3 separate regions of the Mus musculus genome follow, and all the other regions are linked to region 3. The links are chromatin contacts, called in public HiChIP or PLAC-seq and promoter capture Hi-C maps. All regions are on one chromosome and are shown on one strand. Each heading gives the region's core, a stretch centred on a gene start, on an enhancer-like site or on the middle of the called end of the contact. The rest is flanking DNA. Distances are from core to core; before and after follow the strand shown.

Region 1 (3,439 bases), core at 216-2,715, 710 kb before region 3:
AACAACACATCCTGGAGTTTGCCTTATAGAAAAGGGGTCTGAAGAAGTAGAAACAAAATGAAAAGCAGATTTGCTTGAGGCAGCAGGGTGGGGGGTGGATGGGTGGGGGGTGGGTGGGGGTGCTGTGGGGGGGGGGGTGTTCAATGCCAACAGCAGAAGAGTGACTAAGACTCTGATATGAGTTCAGTTCCCAGCATCAAATAATCAATCAGCCAATCAAAAGGTGGCACTCTTTAAATCCCAGAACTCTGGAGGTAAAGGTAGGTAGATCTCTGTTAGTTCCAAGCTGGCCAGGGCTGCTGCATCGTGAGACCATCTCAAAAACAAAAACAAAAACAAAAAAACAACAAAAACTCACATAGAAGCCGGGCGTGGTGGCGCATGCCTTTAATCCCAGCACTCGGGAGGCAGAGGCAGGCGGATTTCTGAGTTCAAGGCCAGCCTGGTATACAAAGTGAGTTCCAGGACAGCCAGGGCTATACAGAGAAACCCTTTCTCAAAAAACAAAAAGACAAAACAAACAAACCAACAAACAAAAAACAAAAAAACCTCACAAAGATAGGTTAACTGGGCTTGTACAGGTTAGCCCAAAGGGGATTTCCTATTCATAACAGCTAAACTGGCTTACTTGGAATTACAGCTATTTCTCTTTTTGCCATCATCATCATCGTCACTATCATCAGTGAAGGTTGGTAAACAACCTGGTTTTGGCTCCACTAAGCATGATTGACTTATCTTTGCCTTAGCTATGTGCCCAGTACCAATAGCCTCCCATAAATCTTAACGCTTGAAAGTCAGCTCGCATTCCCTCCGGTGGATAAATTGTCAAAGCCCAGTTGATGATGGGTGACTCTGGTTTTCTTGCGAACTTACTCTGGTTTTGTAATTTTGTTTTTGTTTTCCTTTCTTTCACTTCCTAGACGAAGCCCTTTCAGAGTGGGCAGGGAGACAGACACATGAGGAAATTCACTTCAGCAGGGCATCTGCTAAGCGTGGCAGGATTCCTGCTCCAGACTCTCAAAGCCTCCTATTAATGGAAAGAGCAGGTTAACCTGGTCTGACCGACAGGAAGCCACCGTACAGGAATAGGTGGAGTTCTGACATCCGGTGGGGACAGCTGGGGGGAGCGGATGGGGGAGGGGACACCTAGGTGTGCCAGGGGAGCCGAGGTAAAGCTAAGGTCCAGGGGGCCAGCGTGCTGGGTGGCTATGGGCCACACGAGGGCGCCGCACACTGCCACGTAAGGGCCTGAACTGTCTCTACGGAGCTATGTCGGAGAAAAGGCTTTGATGGGAAAGAGGGTGGGCGGAGACCATCCTGGGTGTCCAGCGACGGGCCCCTCTCTTGTTCCTTGAAGGTCGGCGTGAGGTCTCCCTGGACTTGGAACAGCCGCTGTTCAGGTCCTGAGGAATTAACGCCTCTGTAGATCAGGTCCAGCTGTGTGTAGGAGGGAGGATGTTTGCGGTCACTGGGGTGTGTTGTGTTAGGAATGACCGCAGTACTGGGGTGTGAGGGTGGGTGCGTGGATTTCTCCAGAGGTGTAGGTGGGAGGGAGTAGACAGTTTCTACTCCCAGGGGGCTGGCGCTAGTGTCTTCTAGGAGCAGCACTTAAGGCAAGATGTAGACCCCATTAGAATCAGACGATCTTCCCATCAGAGGAAGTCCCCCATTTGGAAACAGTCAGGATGAATGGTTGCTTTAGCTTGGCCAAGCTGCTGGGGTAAACGCCTCAAGCAGAAGCTGCATCAAAGCCTGGAGCCTGTCCAGCCATGCAGCTCAAGCACCCGGTGTCACCGAGATTTGTCCAGGGGGCACAGTGGAGATCTTGTGACCCAGGAAATAGCACTGGTCTTAGTTTAGATCAGGACATTTCCCCCTGAAAGCTGCGTGGGACAGTGGCTTGGAGCCCAGATTGGGGGGGGGGGGGAGGGATGGGAGGGGCAGCTGGAGGCTTCTGCCCACTCTCACCTTTGTCACCCAATAGCTACTTCACATGAGTCAGCTCTGCAGGCTGTACCCTGGCCTGAAGGCTCAGCCTGGGATTTGAAGGCATTAGAGTTGGTAGAAATTAACCCCCAGGATGTGAGCTTCGGGCTCGTAGGCTGAGGCTCTAGCAAGGGAAGAGGACATCCTGAGGACTGGGTGTAAGCAAGCAGAAACACGGGGAGCCTAGGCAATGCCCAGGAGGACTGCAATGGGCCAGGGAACACCAGGAAGGGTCAGTGTGAACCCAGGACTCTTGAGAACTCCAGTCGCTTCCTCTCTGCGGATCCAGACACCTCTACCATCCAGCCCCGCCCAGGCAGCTGCAATTCCTCAGCCAAATGACCCGAGACAAGAGTAAGAGGAAAACAGCTTTCTGAGCCTGCCTCTAGGGGAAAGAAGGACTATAAGAAGCAGGGATCCAGGACACAAGGTCACCGGGAAGCAGTCATGAATGTCAGGCGTGAAGGGGTGGAGATTTCAGGTCAGGGAGCTAAGGGTACACAGCTCAGTGACAGCATTTGCTTAAGAGGCCCTGGCGACAGGGTTCAGGCCTCACTACTGGAAAAAAGATTTTTCTTAGCTTATGCACAAATGGTCACGTGACATTGATAAGCAAGAGTGACTTAACCCAACACAACTCCAGTTTCACCAGCTGCAAAACTACCCTGAGGTGTTTGCAAATTTAGGAGTAAGGTAGGTAAAGGCATGCCCGTCAGGGCATGGTGATGATGGCTCACACCAGTAATCCCAGCACTTGAGAGGGTAAGGTAGAACCAATGTGGGTTTGAGACCAGCCTAACTACAGAGTTAGTTCCAGGTTTGCCTGGGCTAAGGGGAGACTGTAAACAAATAAAAAACAAAACAAAACAAAACAAAAATTTTATTGTCTTTCAACCCTAGGGGTGTCTGAGCCTTTCTCCTTCCTAACAAGTTGGCCTGGGCTCCAGACAGCAGACCTATAATTTGCCTGCACAAGTGTGATAAGAGGTCAATATTAATCTGGGTGTGGTGGTGCACACCCCAAGTCCCTGCCACTCAGGAGGTAGAAACAAGAGCCCAGAGGTTTGAAGGCCATCCAGGCAACATACTGAGACTCTGAAGAAGAGAGCGGACAGAAAAGAAAACTTTGAGAATAAGTGTAAGCCAGGTGTGGTGTCACATGCCTATACTCTCAACACTCCCAAGACTGAGGCAGGAGGGAATGTCTAATCTAAGAGAAGCCTGGGCTACACAGTTGGATCAAATAAACAAAACCCTCTCAAAAGACAAACAAATACCAGCGGAAGGATTCAGCAGGCAAACTCACTTGGTGCCAAGCCAACCCAGATGTGTAAGGTAGAAGAAAACTAACATAGAGTGTTCTCTGACCTCCACAAGAGCACACACACACTTACACAAACACACACTTAAGTAAATGTAATCAATTTTAAAAGAAATAAAACACTGGCCTAGT
Region 2 (3,102 bases), core at 527-3,026, 850 kb before region 3:
GAAATGACTGAGCTGAGGTGATTTTTGAGAGGGGGCAGGCATTCTAAAACCGAATGCATCAAAACAGTAACTTTCAAAGTAGAGCCTTCCAGAAGACAAGTAGAGATGTCACATTGTAACCAAAGCCACTCACCATTCAAAACTTACTCAAGTTTTTACATGGACTACTGTCTGTGTTTTGAGAATGTTCAGATAATCCAGAGAAAGGGCTGAGGTCCTCAGGTGACCAGATTTGCTGGTCTGAATTGTTAATGTGTGATAGTGTGAAGGGCACAATAAAAAAAAAAAGCCTTTTTAGTTCTTCAGTTAGTCATGTGTCTGGTTATTTTGAGTAAATTATGTCATTGGATTCTGGTTATCAAGTGTAGCCTTGGGTGCATTGGGATTCCTAACTAAGCTATTTCTGTATGTCTAAAAGGCACTTTTATTGTGCTCATCATAGGTGTATTTGTAGGATTTTGAAATGATAAAGAATAGCAATTTTGTTTTTGAGACTGTCCTGCTGTGTAACCCAAAGTGGCTCAGACTCTTAGTAGACCTTCCTCAGACTCTCAAGAAGTGGGATTACAGGCTTGGACCACTGTGCCCCAAAACAACAGTACTTTTTAGAAGTCTATTATCTTCTCTGAGCCTGCATCATATAAAGTGGATGGGAAGGTCTGGAGGTGTTAAGCATCTGGCTACTCCTAGTTTTTCCCTCGAGTTTACATCAATTTCTAGGACGTAAGATTTCCCTGTTCCTGTAGTCTCCATTCCTGACTGCATAGCATACTCTTGGCTTAGGAGTAGTTAACCAAGGGGGAACTTGACCCTGTTCAGGGCATTCCCTACCCTGGGTTAGACTGTTGCTGCCTATAAGGAACCTTGGAGAACAGTAACTTTGATACATGTGGAATTCTGGTAGATTAAGCCTTTCTCACTTTCTCATTGTAGTGTGTATGGGGTTTGTTTGTTTTGGGTTTTGTTTTTGTTTTTTAGTTTCATTCCAGGGGATAAATAGGTGCAGAAGGCTTGTTTTACATTTGTTGTTATAGTAGCCCCACCCCTTAGTTTGCCTAAGCATATTGGTCTACTTCTTTTCCTGGTACTAATGTTGTCAGTGTTAACCATTTATTGCCTAGCACGCCTGGCTCTCTAGGTGCTAATGTTTTTTTGACTGGCTGGGCAATCATGATTTACTGCCAATAAGTAGTGAAGAGTAACACAAACCGAGTGCCCAAATGCATAGCTCAAGAGCAAGAATCTCCAACCTTGAAGTATTATGAAGCCTGTGTGACCCAGAAAAGCAAGGACTGGGTCTTGGCAGAAGCTCTTGTCCCTCTCTCCCACACGCACACCCCTTTATCTATAGAGACACTTGCTCTCCCTCCATCCATTCCCCACACACACACACACACACACACAACTTTGACTTCTGCCTTCCTCTGTATCAGAAAGCCAGAGGAGGGAGGGAATGGGGGAGGGGGCGTGCCGCTCGCTTCCGTACTGGTTTATGTCCCTGGCAGTCTGGGGGAGGTGCTGGACGAGCGGCCCCAGTCCAGCTGCAGCCGACCCATGTCCGGGGCTCTGCCCTTTGCTCTGCAGCTTTTCTATGTCCCGAGGCTCTGGAGAGTGGGCGTGGGAGTAGCCCTAGCTGAGGCTCCAAGGTCCTCCGGGCTGTTTAGGGGGCCCCAGGCGATATCCACGTTCGGATCCTGGCTCGCTGCCAGGGGAGGGAGCTCGGGGTAAGGGGAGGGCCCTGAGGGAGGGGTCAGACTCCTTAGGAAAGAGTTAATGTGAAGGGGGGGAGGGGATAGGACGAAGAGACCGAAAGGAAGGCTCAGGTAGGAGAAGGACGGAGGAGGGGAGGCAGTCGGGGAGAAGGTGGCTGGCCGGAGCAGACGTCAGAGGTAGGGGGCTTTTCCCCTTTGCACCCTCACCCCAGACCAGCCAACTCTAAACCGCGGCGGCGACTTTCAGTTTCATTTCCGCGGACCCTCCTGCCTGGGCCGCAGCCGCCGCCGCCGCGATGCCTAGCAAGTTCAGCTGCCGAAAGCTCCGGGAGACCGGCCAGAGGTTCGAGAGTTTTCTGGCCGAACGTGGACTGGACCTGGAGACAGATCGTGAGCGGCTGCGGACGATTTACAACCACGACTTCAAGCCCAGGTACGGGCCGGCCCACCACGGGCCCCAAGACGCGGGGCCAGCGCCCCGGGTGGTGGGGCCACCTTCCCGCCGCGGGTGCACAGGGATGCAGCCCGGGGCCGATCAGGCCGGTCCGGTCCTGGCAGACCTACTCCGTCGTCTGCCCACGCCCAGCCAGCGCCACCCGTAGCCCGCCCGCTCTGCACAGCCCAGCCCGGCGGGGAGGGGTCGGTGCCCACGCGCGGCTCGCGGTGGTCGGGGCTCGATGGTGGGGGAGGGGAGTCCCACAGGGAAGGCGCTGCAGGCGCGGGCCAAGCGGGGATCCCCGCCCCCTTGTTAAGGGAGGACTGCCTGCAGGGTCCACGCTGCGGGAGAGCTGAAGAGGCCCAGGGTAGGCGGGAGAATCTCGGGGAGCTTTAGGGAGAAAAGAACACAAACTGCGTAGGCAATCAAACCTCCCTTAGCACCTGTGGCTTCTCCATGGAGACTCGGGGCCAGGGACAGCCTCCTAGAGGCCCCTTTTCCCTATGGCTGAAGATATTTGGTTTCCTTTTCCTGTTACCACCCAAGTAAAAAAATCAAAGAGACTTCTGTCAAACCATAGACGAACACCTCTAGCAACAGGCTGCTGCTATGGATGGAAGCCGGAGAAGCAATTTAGCTGGGATGAGTGTAAAGAGGTGCACTAGTAAGCAGGGGAATGGGATTGGGCCTTAACAGATTTTGAGAGATTTGCCTTGCAACTGACCAAAATGCTAGTATGGGTGAGATATGGCTGCTGTTACGTGATTTGGGGCGAGTTTTAGACGGAATTAATAATGATAGTGTAGCTTGAGGCTAGGGGAGAAGGTAGGAGTCCGCGTTAACCAGAATATTACTGTTATTCATGAACATGTCTTAAAAGGAACATTAAAAGGGTTGAGTGGCTTCTTGAAATAGAGGCAAAGACCTGTATTATGCTCTACCCTGTGCTGGGTA
Region 3 (3,374 bases), core at 766-3,265:
GGGCAAAGACTAGATGTAGGCCAAATATAAATTTTATTTGGCTTGCATAGTATAGTGTTGATAATGATTATGAGGAGGAGGAGAAAGAGGACAAAGAAGACAGAGAAGAAAAAGAAGAAAAAGAAGAAGAGAGGAAGAAGATTACTACCCCCTTATAAATGTGGATATTTCTTTTGTTAAATGTGTTTATTTTCAGCCTCTCTCCAATAAAAGACTAGCAAACTGGATCTGAACTGTCATATGGTAAAAAGCTGACCAGAAATAAGAAGCCACTCTTCAATTTCCCTGGGACATTTGCTGCTGAGGCCACATATCGACTGTCCTCTATCATTACCCATGCGCTGCCGGCTTCCTTGTAAGACTCGGAGGGTAAAAGAATGCATACTTGGTGGATAAATGCAAGTGTGATCCTCTCTTCTCTTTAAAGCAGTAACAAAGCTAGAATCAAAGAAATCAATTTACCTTAATCTGAGTCTGTTCGATTGACTTTTCCCATATCTGCTGATCATATGCTCCAATCTGAAACAAGGAGCAGGCTATTTAAATGATGCAAAGGCAATCTTTGTATCTAAGTCAAACCTCACAAGGCCATGAATCTATTAAATATGGTATCTGGAAAGTGGGTTTCTTACATATTAAGTTCATATTCCCCAGGGATGTTTTAAAAAAAAAGAAAGAAAAAAAAAAAAAGGCTGAATCTAAAAAGTGAAAAAAGCAACCCTCCAAATATTTTACACTAAAGATCACCTAAAATTCCACTCCCTGAAGAAAGCATCAATGGGAATCAGAGAGGAAGAAAAGGTAAGGAGCAGCTCAATCAGACGATAGTAACAATCTGAGCCATGCAGATAAGGATTTCATTCTTGTCTTTATAAAAAAAAAAAAAAATTAAAAGACTGATAATTTGCAAAAGCAAAGCATTGTAGTAGTTCGTGTATGCTGCCTTGAGAAAGGTGACTTACAGCTCACTTCCTAGAACCTAAAACTGTGTTTATAATGACTTTGCACATCATTTTTTATAATTATGTTGAGATGTTATATAAGAACATGTGATATTACCAAACTTAAGGAAAGTTAACAATATTCTTTAAGGGAGTTTTTTGCAGGGAGTATGGTTTACAAACAAAAACTACTGTTGTTACCTTCTTCTGATACCATGATATAGCATCTCTCTCATTTGAGGCCATCTGTGTCTCCAGCCAGAGAAATGGGATCTCACTGAAAACGAAGGAAATATCTCGGTAAGTCCAGTTGTTTCAGGTCATTGTCCCGTTTGGGGGTATGGCTTAAAATCTGCTTCTCTCAGTCTCTCCATTAGCTAGCTGCTCTTACTCAGGGTGTTCGCCAGAAAGAGGTGGGGGGAGGGGGAAATAGGCGAAACAGCATCCGAGAAGCCTCTGCACCACCCAGCACAAGAATGGATGCGGGGACAGCAAGTACCCGAGCTGGCCTCCCGCGCCCTCTGCCTCCCCGCGGCCGGCTCACCTGGTGCCCGCTGCCAGGCAGGCTGCCGGCCGGGCCCCCGCTGCTCAGTGACCCCCGCCGGACCGAGAGGCCGGGGGCGAGGCGGCGGGCCCGGCAGGCCGCATCTTCCCCCAGAGGCCCGGCCGTCCGCCTGGCCGTTACCATGGAGACCGCGGCGGCCAGCCCTGCCCCGGAGGCAGCCCAGCGTCCTGCGCCGGGAGGAGCGCAGCCTGCAGCCACAGACGCCCGACCTAGGCGGCCACAGAACAGGCCATGGGAGAAGCCAGGAGCCAACTGGGGAATGAGCAGAAGGAAGCGGGAAGGGTGCCTTCGCCAGCCACCTCGGCACCCGCAAGGGCTGGGTGCCCGGCTGGAAGCCAGCAGACGGCCCCGGGCCGGAGCAACGGCGCGCGTCCTCCGTGAGGGACGGGCCGCAGCTCCACAAGCTCTCGATGCGATCGGCCGCTTCCGCCTTCCGGCTCCGCCCCCGGCCGCCTTCCCGCCGCTCTGGCTGCCCGGAGGAAGAAGCCGACAGCCGCCTCGCGTGTAACCCTCGACGCTTAACGGAAAGTCACCTCAGAAACGACCCTCCCAGTACCCGTCGGTCCCCGGGAGGCTGGTCCCGATGTTCCAGAGGTTCCTGTGCGGGTCTGTAGCATTTAGCGTGGTGTTTACTTCATGTCCTTGTCTCCTTTGGGGGGACGAGACTAGTGCAGGGCACGAGCCTTCGCTCGAGTTCTCCGTTCTTGTTGGATGGACAAATGTTGGTGAATTTGCGCGGCCTGGAACGCGGACAGGCTGCCTGTGGCCCAGTGGTTCCTCCTTCGGCTCTCGGCAGCTCTGGGACAAAGGCTTTCTGCTGCCCACACAACACTAAGGGGATGCACAGGGCTCGGACTGCACTGGGACTTCCCCCAAATCGGAGAAAATGGCTGTTTATAGTGATTTAAAGAGAGGTCCAGAGAAAGGGCAACTGCACTCTAATGTAAATATAAATATGTATACCCACAGGGTTTCTAAGCTGTTCTTGTCTCTACACATTTGTGTGCACCTTAGTGGTTTGTTTCCAGGGGCCACTGTCTTGAACTTATTAAAAGCTAAGTCCTTTCTTGCCCTAGGCACTAAGCATTTAGTTGATGTAAGGCTAAAAATGGGTAATAGTTACCACTTAGGCAGTCTCCAGCCATTAAAACAGCATCAAATGAAAGTTATCCATACTGTGAAACGACTAAAATGTTAACACCCATAGGAATTATTTTTAAAAATTGCCTCACCCATTGGCAGTGATCCCCACTGTATACCCCTTAACTGTTCAGGGTTAAATAAAAAGCTGTTGAGCCTTAACAGCCCCTTCAGTGCTGCTGGACAGTGGAGCTCAAGGCAACAACCAACTCATTTTGGTAAATGACCTCAAAAAATTACTGTTAAGACCTAAATTTAACACTAATAACAAAAGCATTTGGCTTCATTGCCAAACACACGAGAGGTTTTCTGGGCTGTGGCTGTACTTTGAGGAATAGAATTGGTGGTACAGCTGCAAATTATTTTTCAGGAACCCTGGTAAAAATTTTCAGTGTTTTATTAGGATGCTGCTGTGTAAGGCCAAGCTTTGAACCCCCCAAAAAACATTCAGGCCCCAGCTCCCAGTAATGAACTGTCATTTTAGGAAATTGACTTAACAAGTCTGTTTTCTCACCAGTGTTGTGGAGATAATTAACCCCCTCCTATCTATGAGAACTGATGAAATACTGAGACCCTTCTAAGACCTAAATGCTGTCAGGACAGGCACTTCAACTACAGAGTTCACACAAAACTTAATGAGGAAAGGGATTCTCTTGTCTCCCATACTCCATCCACATCTGAAAAGTAAGCATCTTCATTATTATGCCATGCATCGTCACAAGCCTACG

What was found. Promoter capture Hi-C pulls out the DNA fragments that hold promoters and counts their contacts. HiChIP or PLAC-seq counts read pairs in DNA pulled down with a chosen protein or histone mark.
Region 1: a contact with region 3 is called in a FOXA1 HiChIP or PLAC-seq map of pancreatic cancer cells. The contact joins the enhancer-like site here to the promoter of Phtf1 in region 3. A contact is called at or near these places in 14 of 39 promoter capture datasets (the 3T3-L1 cell line, 3T3-L1-derived adipocytes, the C10 cell line and 7 more), 1 of 15 datasets of contacts at CTCF or cohesin (large pre-B cells), 6 of 115 datasets of contacts at active chromatin or transcription factors (the 230-238 cell line, the NIH/3T3 cell line, embryonic basal ganglia and 3 more) and 1 of 9 other capture datasets (adipose tissue).
Region 2: a contact with region 3 is called in a promoter capture Hi-C map of liver, with 2.5 times the contacts expected there. The contact joins the promoter of Mov10 here to the promoter of Phtf1 in region 3. A contact is called at or near these places in 6 of 39 promoter capture datasets (hematopoietic stem and progenitor cells, hippocampal neurons, liver and 2 more) and 2 of 115 datasets of contacts at active chromatin or transcription factors (astrocytes and memory CD8 T cells).

Annotation. Positions count from the first base shown.
Region 1 is chr3:104,673,372-104,676,810 of GRCm38.p6, reverse strand. No RefSeq gene overlaps it. Among named protein-coding and RNA genes, the nearest start is that of Gm34548, 5.5 kb to the left of the region's middle. Within about 2 kb of position 1,465, at least 184 of the 459 cell types and tissues checked have an H3K27ac peak or open chromatin away from gene starts, as enhancers often do. A contact at or near this core is called in 3T3-L1-derived adipocytes, adipose tissue, hippocampal neurons and 2 more, where this site is marked.
Region 2 is chr3:104,816,979-104,820,080 of GRCm38.p6, reverse strand. Mov10 (Mov10 RISC complex RNA helicase) reads left to right here and starts at 1,776. Exons shown (of 20, transcript NM_008619.2): 1 at 1,776-2,145. The coding sequence starts at 2,009.
Region 3 is chr3:103,966,899-103,970,272 of GRCm38.p6, reverse strand. Phtf1 (putative homeodomain transcription factor 1) reads right to left here and starts at 2,015. Exons shown (of 19, transcript NM_013629.2): 1 at 1,486-2,015; 2 at 1,143-1,218; 3 at 463-519. The coding sequence starts at 1,187. It overlaps Phtf1os (putative homeodomain transcription factor 1, opposite strand), which reads left to right and starts at 1,957. Exons shown (of 1, transcript NR_030676.1): 1 at 1,957-3,374.